Linked DNA regions of Sus scrofa: all the other regions are linked to region 3. Evidence: chromatin contacts called from public Hi-C and HiChIP or PLAC-seq data. All regions are on one chromosome and are shown on one strand. The core of a region is the stretch at or near the end of the contact, and the rest is flanking DNA. Distances in the headings are between cores, read along the strand shown. Region 1 holds the start of RGS9BP (regulator of G-protein signaling 9-binding protein). Region 2 holds the start of TDRD12 (putative ATP-dependent RNA helicase TDRD12). Region 3 holds the start of PDCD5 (programmed cell death protein 5).

Region 1 (3,655 bases), core at 437-2,936, 76 kb after region 3:
TCTGGACTCCTACGGCTACCTCAACACCAGGCTGGGCAAGGCAGCCTAAAAACATAAATATCCTGCTAATGATCTGCTCTTCTTTAGGGCTGGTGGGAGAGTGCATTTTTTTTGTTTGTTTGTTTTGGTTTTTTTGTTTGTTTGTTTTTTTGCTATTTCTTCGGCCGCTCCCACGGCATATGGAGGTTCCCAGGCTAGGGGTCGAATCAGAGCTGTTACTGCTGGCCTACGCCAGAGCCACAGCAACGCGGGATCTGAGCCGTTTCAGCAACCTACACCACAACTCATGGCAACGCCGGATCCTCAACCCATTGAGCAAGGGCAGGGACCGAACCTGCAACCTCATGGTTCCTAGTCGGATTCGTTAATCACTGAGCTACGACGGGAACTCCGAGGGTGCATTTCTTAATCAAAATAGAGGCTTCTCTTGGAGTTCCCTAGCATCTCAGCCAGTTAAGGATCCATAGTTGTCACTGGTGTGTCTCAGGTCACTGCCCTGATGCAGGTTCCATCCCTGGCCAGGAAACCTCCACGTGCCAGAGGCACAACAACAATAACAAACACCTTTCTCCCTGAAATCCACAAACCTGGAAAATCCCAGACCACATGGCAAATTAGTAGTCCCTACAGTCACCCCTGCCCATCATTCCCTGAATATCCCAACTCCTCAATGAAGAAACGCTTCTTGCTCTGGTGGTCCTGCACCGATGGGGAGTGCCCACGTCCCCATTAGTGGCCAGAGCGGCATGGCCTGGCTGGTGCGCCTATGGGCAATCCATTTTCAACGAAAAGAACTGAAAAGATTCAGAGTCTGGAACACCTCAGGGTGGTTAAGAGTTTTCCTGTAGTAATCTTTACCAGGCAGGAAGAGGAGACCCCGCGCCATGAGGCAGGCAAGCAGGGATACCCTCCTCTCTCCCTCGCGCTTTCATCATCCCAGGTACCACAACTGCCCGCGGCCCGAGGTTCCGGACCCCCACCCACGGCCTCCCATCCAATCGCCCGGCCAGATCTCCCTTAAACCACAGACGCCTCCAGAGAGCGACAACCCTGCCCACGGCCCCCAAGTCTGAGCTCCCGGGATCCCGGATCTACGGACCTGTCCTGAAGACGTGGGGTCAGAGGGCGCATTCTTCGCCAACCCCACCCCTTCCTTGCCCCGCAAACATACAAGAGAGGCAGAGCTGCGGACGGGACGAGGAGAGTGCGGAAGGGCAGTCCACCGGACGACGCGCCGGGGCTTTGGGGGCTGCCAGCAGAGCGTGGGGCGCCGGCGGAGGAGAGGAACGAGCCCCTCCCCCTTCCCGCTCCGGGGCCCCGCCCGGCCTCCGGGCCCGGAGGCGCAGCCAGCCGGAGGGAAGGGAGGCGCGGGAGGAGACAGGCAGGAGGACACTTACTTAAAAGGCTACATAGTTTCACTTTCTGCCCTTCCCGGAGCGAAGCCAACACCTGCCGGCCCCTCGGTTCGGACCTCAGGGACCACCACCCAGCGCCACGGCTCTGCTCCACCGCCCACCCCCTTACTACGCCGTTGGGCGGGTCCGCGCCTAAGGCCCCTGGTCAGCCCAATGAGAAGCCGTCTTTATTCAGAGTGACGTGTGCGCAGAGCAATCACTGAGTCCGCCCAGCCGGGGGTGGAGCTCACCTCGGCTCACAGCACTTCCTACTTAGGCTGGACAAGCCCAGAGCCGTCGACTGCGCGTGCCCGGAACGGGAGGGGGCGGGGCCGAGAGCAGATCTGACACAAGAGGTGGGGCCCAAGCTCCGCTGCGGGAAAGACGGTGGAGCCGGGACGGTGAGGTCCGGGAGCCGTCCCGCCCAGGTGACCACCCTTTACTGCTTGCTTTGGAGGATAAAGGTGCCCAGTCCTACGAGGCATTCCACTCTCGTCGCTGGCAGGGTCTAAGAGTCAGAGTCCCTGAGTTCTAGCCCCTTCACTTGCATTAACGTCGCGTGACCTAGACCCCCCCTTTTTAAATCTGAGCCTCAGTTTCCCCTTCCGCAAAATAGAAGAGGGTTGGATCTGTCAAGTGCTAATATTCCAGACCGTAATGGGGTTCGGAGAAGGGGGAGATGAGGGGCCTACACGTGACCTCCCCGCGTGGGGCCCCGCCTATCCCTGGTCCCGGGGATGGAAGCGCCTAGCGAAGACCGGCGGGGTGGGCGGATCCTAAGAAACCCGACCCGGCCGCCCTTAGCAGCGGCTAAGGCGGATCGCGAGGCTCCGCAGCCGGCTAGCCCTGGCTAGGGTACTGGAGGAGGATGGGGACCGCAACTTGGACTTCGCAGGTGGCTACTATGGAGGCGATGGCTGCGCAGAGATTGGGCGTGTAACTAGGAGGGCACCTGGGGAAGATGTAGCGGGCGGTAGACTGCTAACAGGGCTCCCTCTCCGCGCCAACCCGCAGAAGCGCACGTCGTGTGTCCTGAGTGGCTCTGTCGACCGAAGCTGCCGCGCCAAGCTCCCCTCAAGCCATGAGGAGTGCGCGGGCCGCCCGGCCCGGAGACGCCGTCGGGGCTGGCTGCGTCCTGCTACGGTGAGGACGTGAGGCTGAGAGGGGCGCAGGCGGCTGGGCTGCGCGGGAGAGCAGCGCCATGGCGAAGGAGGAGTGCAAAGCGCTACTGGACGCGCTCAACAAGGCGACCGCATGCTACCACCACCTGGTGCTGACCATTGGCGGCTCAGCGGACTCGCAGAACCTACGAGAGGAGCTGCAGAAGACACGACGGAAGGCGCAGGAGCTGGCGGTGACCATCCGCGCCCAGCTGACTGCCCCGCTGCGCGACCGGGGCCTGGGTGCAGAGGAGCGCGCCGAGTTCGAGCGCCTCTGGGTGGCTTTCTCCGGCTGCCTGGACCTCCTGGAAGCTGACATGCGGCGTGCGCTGGCCCTGGGCACCGAGTTTCCTCTGCACGCGCCGCGGCGGCCGCTCGTGCGCACCGGGATGGAAGGCGGCGCGACGGGCGTAGCGGCGCGCGCCCTGAGCGTCCGCAGCCTGCGGCACGAAGCGGAGCGGGACTTCGACGTGGAAGACCTGCACCAGCTGGAGCGGGAGATCCTTCAGGTGGGCGAAATGATCCAGGACATGGAGATGAAAGTCAACGTGCCCCGCTGGACCGTGCAGGCCCGGCAGGTGGCGGGCGCCGAGCTCCTCTCTAGCGCTAGCGCGGGCGTGTCCTCTGTGGGCGGCGTGTCCGTAGAACAACGCACCGGGCCCTGCGACCTGAGCAAGGCCCTGGCTGCCACCATCTTCAGCGCCGTGCTGCTGGCGGCTGTGGCCTTGGCCGTGTGCGTGGCGAAGCTGAGCTGACCTGCACCCGACGGCCCCCCGACGCTACCGCTCCCTCCCTGGAGGCACCCCTCCAAGAACAACTGCGACTGCTAGGACTAGGGGTGGGAGTGGGATGTGGCATGTTTCAGGAGAGCTGTTCTCGTGCCTATACGTGTAGGTATAGGCACGTTTCAAGCACACATTTGCTAGGACAGAACATGGCTTCCTCTTGCTGGCCAGGGAAGAGTTAATTTTGCGCGGGCCAGCAGGGCATTATCGCTAATGTATGCAGGAGCTTTATCCTCTATTAATAGAAAACCGTCCACAGTGACCCGAGATTCCTCCAAGTTAATAGGTTACCGCCTGTGCTGCTGGGGCGTGTTTA
Region 2 (3,574 bases), core at 256-2,755, 110 kb after region 3:
CACACTGCACTGGGCTGGGGATCAACTATTGCTGCTACAGCAACCTGAGCCAATGCAGTTAGATTCTTAATCCACTTTGCCACAGTGGGAACTCCAGTCTTGACTCTTTATCCCAGTGTGATATATATTTTCATTTTCTGTGAGCCATGCTGTGAAAAAGTTTGAGAAACACCATATTGTAGCATGGCATCTAGTCAAAGGAAAAAGAAGTGTTGACCCCACACTAAGAACTAGGAGAGGGCTGTACTCTGCATGTTCTCTGGGGCTTAGAAACTGCTTCGGGGGCCTCCTGTTTAAATTTGCCTGAGTTGTTTCCCATCTTTTTTTTTTTTTTGACAAGCTCTGGAGCTTTCAGGTGATTTGGCCTTTGCAGATGTCTGCCTGGGGATGAGGCTTGGTTAATCCAATTCAGTAACAGGTGAACTTCCTGTACTTTAAGCTGTGTTTTCCCCCAGTGGGTAGTCAACACAGATCTCCTCTCCAACCTTCCTGCCTGAGACTTTAAGCACATGTTTGCTGGACCTTGTGAAAGCAAACAATATAAGACTGGATACTTATGTGAACATTGTTTCCCAAATATATAACCTCACGATTGCAATGCTCTAAACTGGTGCATTTTTTGTGCCATCTTCTTGGCTCCTTTATTAGCAAATTAACATTTTGCCGGGAGCTTAAGACATTGTTTTTTTCGCAATTAAAATATTGAAAGAATTCACCCGGAAAACCACCTAGGCCCAGCACATTTTCCAAGCTGTGGTTCCTTTGATTTTAAAGGAATATTCACTTTCTTGTTTGTCAGTTTATTCAAATGTTGGAGAGAGAGTCCCGAGATAGTAACAAAAGCTAACTCTCCTTTACACTTCTCCTGTGTCCTGTTTCACAGTACAACCTCATCTAATTCTGAGAGGCAATCTCTGAGTCCCACTTCTCAGGTGAGAAACCACAAGTGAAAATTTAGAAAACCCTGTGGAACTTCAGCAATCAATAACAAAATAGAAGTCCTGGCCAGGACCTGGTCCATGAGGCTGCAGCCTGCGACCTTTGACGGTCCCAAGAAGTAACCGTAAGACCTTTGAGGTCCAGGTAAGAGGAGAACAGGGACCCAGAGCCTTTCCAGAAAGTAGAGGTTGGAGCTCAAGAAAGCCAGGGTCAGGGACGCTTCCTCACCCACAGGGTTGTGATGACCAAGAAGGAGTCAGAGGGCATGGGCCTCGCAGGCAGCCACTCCGCCCTACCAGGCGGCTAGCCGCCGGGCCCCTCGCATCCCTGGGCGCTCGGAAGTGGCGCGGACCCGGGAGCGAGCCACGTGACGCCCCTGCCCCTCGAAGCTCCGCCCCCGCCCCGCCCCGAAGCTCCGCCCCCGCGGACCCCCCAGGGCCTTGTGCTTCTGGCGGCGACCGTTGTCCAGGCCGTTGGTGCAGCGCGTGGCTTTCCGGAAGCCTCGAGGCTTGGTCGGGCGGCGGGGGCGCGGGGCCGGAGCGGAGCGCGCCCGCGGCGGCGGCGTCCTGGCTCGGGGGTCGGCGCGCTGACTGGGCGCGCAGGCTCCGCGGTGCGGACCCGGGGAGGAGGCGCGGTCCCGGGGAGGCGGCCTTGCCCGGGACTCCGTTTTCTCCCGCAAAGTTCCTAGCGACGGGGGGACCAGGCCCCGGGCGGCCAGCCTGGCGCGAGGAAGATGCTCGAGGTGCTGGTGCTGAAGGTGAGCGAGCGCGGAGCCCCGGGCCCGGCCTTTCACTCGTTCCCCGCGCTGGGTCCGCGTCGGGAAGAGACCGCAGCCCCCTTCATTTCCGATAAACAACGGGAAGTTTTAGTTCGAGGTGCCCCGTGCGGTATTTGGGACATGCTTCGAGTAAAAGTTACTCGTTGTTTTCCAAAATTAAGGTGTAACTAGGTGTCCTGTGTTTAGAACCTCGGGAGTGGCCAGGGAGAACGGATTCTGACCTCTTCGCCCACACACCTGGTCCTGGGTCCGTGCTAAGAGAGGACCCCCTCGCCACCCTCCGCATCCCCCCTCCCCGGCCGGGGACGTGTTCCTCTCCCCCAGCGTGGACCCCCAACCCCTTTGGCCAGGGCTGGGGGTGACTTGTATCTCCCCTCCGAACACTCGGCCCGTCCCGGCTTCCCTCGTGGGGACCCCTGCCGGCTTTGACCGCCCGGACTCTGGCGGCCACCCCTTCTCCACGCGGGGCGCCTCGGGGCTCGCACCGTGCTCGGAGCCCCGCGAGGGCGGCGGGGTCTCGCCCCAGACGGGGACTTGTGAAGCGGTCCCGACAGCTGTTGCTGCTTATTTGAGTCAAGGGGCGTGCTCTTTAATGATGCCTGAGACTGCAAAGGCTTGGTGTTCACATGCATACTTCGAGGAAGGCGTTTACAAACCATGCAAAGGGGTGGGTTTGGGATCCTGGGAAGAGGAAATACAAATAACTGTAAAAAGAAAACAAAAAACATAGTTCAAGCTGTGGCGCAGTGGGTTAAGGATCTGGCGTTGCTGCAGCTGTGGCTGGAATTCCATCCCTGGCCTGGGAACTTCCATATGCCCCAGGTGTGTCCAAATAAGTAAATAAGTTAAAAAAAAAAATGAGGAGTTCCCGTCGTGGCGCAGTGGTTAACGAATCCGACTAGGAACCATGAGGTTGTCGGTTCGGTCCCTGCCCTTGCTCAGTGGGTTAACGATCTGGCGTTGCCGTGAGCTGTGGTGTAGGTTGCAGACGTGGCTCAGATCCTGCGTTGCTGTGGCTCTGGCGTAGGCCGGTGGCTACAGCTCCGATTCAACCCCTGGCCTGGGAACCTCCATATGCCGCGGGAGCGGCCCAAGAAATAGCAACAACAACAACAACAATAACAACAACAACAAAAGACAAAAAAAAAAAAAATGAAATAAAAAGATCCTACTTCAGTGGGCAGAGTGATGGCATTAAAAACAAAAACAAAGCCAAAACTCAACCTTCCTGCTCCTATTTTGTGTAATTTATACGCACAGAGATTCACAAGCATTTGAAGCAGCTGATTGTTACAGAGGAGTTCCTCTGAGACTTCCAGGGTTTTCAGATTCAAGCTCCTCTCCACCACTCTCCCTGAATACACTGGTTGGGTTGCTCCTTTAGAAAAACAGGGCTCTTCCAAGGACTATGGATGCTGCCATGTGCAGATCCACGGGGGCAGAACTTTGGAAGGAGTGGCTGGACCTTGATTGCCTCCAGCTTGGGAAAGCTTTTTTTTTTTTTCTCCGTTGGACCCTAGAACCCTTTTCTCTACTTCCTCAGCTCTGCCCCCACTGCTGGTTCTTACTCTGCTCATGCTCAGAGCAAATTTTGTATCCAGTATAGGAGTCTTTTCCCAGGTGTGGTACCTGTACCAGCTGTAGTTTTCCAGATTAATTTAACTTTTACATGGATAAGTTTTTTCCCCCAAGTGTCTGCCAGTAGATGAATAGATAAGCAAAATAGTGTATACACACAATGGAATATCATTCAGCCTTAAGAAGGAAGGAAATTCTGATACATGTTACAACACGGGTGAGTCTTGATAGCATGTTAAGTGAAAGAAGAGATACAAGAGGACAAATACTGTATGATTT
Region 3 (3,990 bases), core at 550-3,049:
TGTTTTATTTGTTTGTCTTTTCTAGGGCTGCACCCTTGGCATATGGAGGTTCCCAGGCTAGTAGTGGTCAAATTGGAGCTGTAGCTGCCGGCCTATGCCAGAGGCCAGAGCCTTAGCAACTAGGTATCCGAGCCTTGTCCGAGACCTACACCACAGCTCATGGCAACGCCGGATCCTTAACCCACTGAGCAAGGCCAGGGATCGAACCCACATCCTCATGGTTCCTAGTCGGATTCGTTAACCACTGAGCCACGACGGGAACTCCTAATTTAACTTTTAAACTTTTAAATATTTGATTCATTGAGAACATGTTTTTGATCTAGGGAATGAGTTTAGAATCCTTGTGTCTGCTGACCTGGCTGTCTCCTCCCCACCCAAGGCTGACCTGTGTGAGTGGGAGTCACAGGACCCATCACATCACCCACTGCATGACTGTCCACAGTGGATCTCAAAACATGACACCCTGAAACAGAAGACAAGACTCCAGACTGCCATTTTCACAATCTCTCCCCGCAAAAATCTTGTCTGTTCGCATATTAAAGAGAAGCCATCCTTAATGGTTAAGAATGTCAAATTCAAAGCACATGAATTCTTTATACCCAAGAGTTATGTGTCAATGTTCACCACAGCATCATTCACGAGAACCAATAAGAGGAAACACCTCGAGTGATGAATAAAGGAAATGTGTTTTAAAAAAATATATATAACAAAATATTATTCACCCTTAAAAAGGAAGAAAATGCTAACACATGCTACAACATGGAGGAAATAATCTAGTCACAAAAGGACAAACGTTGTATGATCCCACTTATGGGGGTACCTACAATGGGCAAATTCATAGAATGGTTTAAGGGCTAAGGTAGAAAGGATTGAGGAGTTGTTATTTATAGGGTATGGATTCAGTTTTACAAGATGAAAAGAGTTCTAAAGATTACACAAGGTGAATGTATTTAACACTCCTGAACTGCGCCCTTAAAAATGGTTCAAATAGTCAATTTTATATATTGCCACAACTGAAAAAAACAACACATGCCACCAACTTCTCCACTCCAAAGGCCTGCTTTTACCTCCAGGGAGGTGTGTGTGTGTGTGTTGGTGGGAGGAGTGTCAGGCGTGTACCAGAGTTCACACCACATTCCACACACCACCACATCCCACAGCCCCTCCTCCAACCTCTCAGGTAAGGCCTGTTTTAACTCCTTTTGTTTGTTGGGTTTTCTTAAGCTACATATTTAAGTTCCCCAACCAGGGATCAAACCTGGGCCTCAGCAGCCACCCCAAGCGCTGCAGTCGAATGCTTAACGTACTGCGCCACAGTGGGAACTCTTGGCTTCTTAATAGCAAGGTGACCAGGGAGTCTTTACTTGCTCCAGCGCCCCCCAACCTATTTTAAATGTAAATTTAATATTTTTGAGCAAATTTAACAATTGTGCAACCATCACCACCATCCAGGTTTAGGACCTTTCCATCACTCCTTTCTAAGCGCCCGGATCCTTATCTGATGGAGATGATAGGAGCCTAGCGCATTGTAAGCCACCAACAAATTTTACCCACTATTACGCTTGTTGATGATGGCCTGTTTCTAGGTTATTATCTTTCCCTGCAAGGGGCCGGATTCTAGCTCGGACGGGGCCGGCACGCGTAGAGCACAGATTTGCAGAAGAGACGTGGGACCGGAGAAGGAATGCCCCGCGCAGCGATTCTGCCCGGTGCCTCACCGCCTGCGATCGTGGAATCGGGCCTCTCCCCGCGCCCTGGCTGGGGCTGGAGGCGTGGCTTCGGGTTGGATTGGTGATGCCTGGGCGCTGCGGGCGCCTGCGCAGTGGTGAGGGCCGCGCGCGCGCGCCGAGGGGCAGCCGGAGTTCTGAGTGGGCCAAAGCGTGGTTGCGGCTGCTCGCCCGGGACGGCCGCACCATGGCTGAGGAGGAGCTCGAGGCGCTGAGGAAGCAGAGGCTGGCCGAGCTGCAGGCGAAGCATGGGGTGAGCGCGCCGGCCGCCCGCCAGGCCCGTCCCCTGCGGGGCGCCGCCCTCGCCCGAAGCGGAGGGCGCGGCCCCGGGCGGAGGCTGCAGGCGCCGCAGCCCGCGCTCTTCCCAGGGGCCGAGGACCCCGCCTCCGCTCACCCGCGGACTCCGGGGTGGTTCGGCTCCACTCCGCGGCACAGGGGTTCGGGCGGCACGCGGACCACGTGTTGTCCCGGGCGGGTCTGGCGCAGGCCTCTGCTGGGCAGGGAGTCGGTCTCCTCAGGGCCGGCATTGGTCCCAAGCAGAATGCTCAGCCCGTCGGGGTTCGGTGCCTCTAGCTCTTGAATCTAGCCTTGAATCTAGCCCTTCTAGCCGAATATTTTCTAGAATTCAGTTTTTCCGACCCAAGTGCTCGACAAACATTTTTTGAGGGTCTGCTCTGTGCCAGGTGCTGAAGCTGTAGCGGGCCCAGGGACGGGTCCAGGGAGGAGCCAGACACTGAACTCTAGTACCGTTTTTAAAACGCCTTAATCTTGAAAAGAGGGGGGGAGTAGCGTTTTAGGGATGGAGCGGGATGGTCTGGAAGGAAGCGCTGTTTGAATTATCAACGTCCCCAATACCAAATCACAATTTTCCTTTCCAGAAATTATCCTTACCACATGAAATACGGTTTCATAGTACAGAGGCTCTTCTCCCTAATGGTTGTTTGTATCCTAAAACATTCTATTGGATTGTGACTTTAGAAGGTTATCAGAACGTGTAGTAAGTGGAAGCTAAGCTTTATTATTTTATTGTTTTATTTTTTATATTTATTGCCATCTCTACCACCGCAGGAGCCTGTTAGGCATCAGAAACAATCTAGAACCGTTCCTGTTTTGTTTTTTTTTTCTCCCCTCTATGAGATAACAAACAGTTCCTATTTTTCTTCCTCCGTGAAATTCCTAAAAGATAAAATTATTTTTTCAGGATCCTGGTGATGCAGCACAACAGGAAGCAAAGCACAGGTATGAGCTGGAACTTTGAGTTTTTTAATGTAGTAGCTCCTTTTAAATTAAGTTAACGAGTAATAGACACAACATTAGTTTTAGGTGTACAACATAATCATTTCCTGTTTGTATATATTGTGAAATGATCCCCCCATAAGTCGAGTGAACATCTATTACCATACATATAATTTTTTTCTTGTGATGAGAACTTTTTTTACTGTCTTAGCAACTTTCAAATACACAGTATTTTTTAAACTTTTTTTTTTTTTTTTTTTTGTCATGCTCTCAGCATGTGGAAGTTCCCTGGCCTGGGACTGAACCTGTGGCACAGCAGTGACCCAAGCCACTGCAGTAGCCAAGCTGGATCCTTGGATCCTTAACCCCATGTGCTGCAAGAAAACTCCTACAATATAGTATTATTAACTCTAGTCATCATGCTGTGTACTACATCCCCATGACTTATTTATAACTGGAAGTTTACTTTTTGACAGCCTTCACCCATTTTGCCCACCTCTCAACTCACCTCTTGCTCTATTCTCTGTGTCCATGGTAACTCTGAACTTTTTGAAAGATGGTTTCACCAAAAAAGTGGGGTTTTTTTACTTTCGTTCTTTTAATAGATGTGTGAATGTTAAAGTTTTTCCTTGCATACTGATTTTTGCAGAAATCGTTGTTGCTGTTAGTTAACTAAATACACATGTATAGAACCCAGTAACACATATGACCTATATGGCAATCACATATGACAATCACTGATTGATGTTTTTCTGCTAAAATTTGTTGATGTTTGCGTCCCCGCTAAACTGTAATTGCCTTAAAATAAGCATGATAATAGGACTATGTGGTAGGGAGGTTGTGAGGAGTGGTTCACATTTAGTAAATGCTCAATAAATATTAACTGTTAATGTATTCTTAGTGTTATTTTACCCCAGCACCTTGCAGAGCACCTCACAATTGGCAGGTGTGTTGAATAAATGGCTGGTTACCTCATCATGCTACCTTTTTTCCTAACTGATTTTTTTTTTTAAATAATAATGTAAAA

The links. A called contact is a pair of places that touch in the nucleus more often than the background predicts. HiChIP or PLAC-seq counts read pairs in DNA pulled down with a chosen protein or histone mark.
Region 1: a Hi-C map of skeletal muscle shows a contact between it and region 3, with 4 times the contacts expected there. The contact joins the promoter of RGS9BP here to the promoter of PDCD5 in region 3. A contact is called at or near these places in 3 of 47 Hi-C or Micro-C datasets (heart right ventricle, liver and skeletal muscle) and 2 of 2 datasets of contacts at active chromatin or transcription factors (alveolar macrophages and skeletal muscle).
Region 2: an H3K27ac HiChIP or PLAC-seq map of skeletal muscle shows a contact between it and region 3. The contact joins the promoter of TDRD12 here to the promoter of PDCD5 in region 3. A contact is called at or near these places in 1 of 5 promoter capture datasets (fetal liver), 3 of 47 Hi-C or Micro-C datasets (adipose tissue, blood and omental adipose tissue) and 1 of 2 datasets of contacts at active chromatin or transcription factors (skeletal muscle).

What each region holds. Positions count from the first base shown.
Region 1 is chr6:42,558,373-42,562,027 of Sscrofa11.1, forward strand. RGS9BP (regulator of G-protein signaling 9-binding protein) reads left to right here and starts at 1,687. Exons shown (of 2, transcript XM_021094272.1): 1 at 1,687-1,822; 2 at 2,409-3,655. The coding sequence starts at 2,596. The coding sequence ends at 3,309. ANKRD27 (ankyrin repeat domain-containing protein 27) reads right to left here and starts at 1,554. Exons shown (of 28, transcript XM_021094271.1): 1 at 1,398-1,554.
Region 2 is chr6:42,588,079-42,591,652 of Sscrofa11.1, forward strand. It overlaps TDRD12 (putative ATP-dependent RNA helicase TDRD12), which reads left to right and starts at 1,506. Exons shown (of 33, transcript XM_021094274.1): 1 at 1,506-1,696. The coding sequence starts at 1,673.
Region 3 is chr6:42,481,854-42,485,843 of Sscrofa11.1, forward strand. PDCD5 (programmed cell death protein 5) reads left to right here and starts at 1,800. Exons shown (of 6, transcript XM_005655804.3): 1 at 1,800-1,980; 2 at 2,929-2,966. The coding sequence starts at 1,915.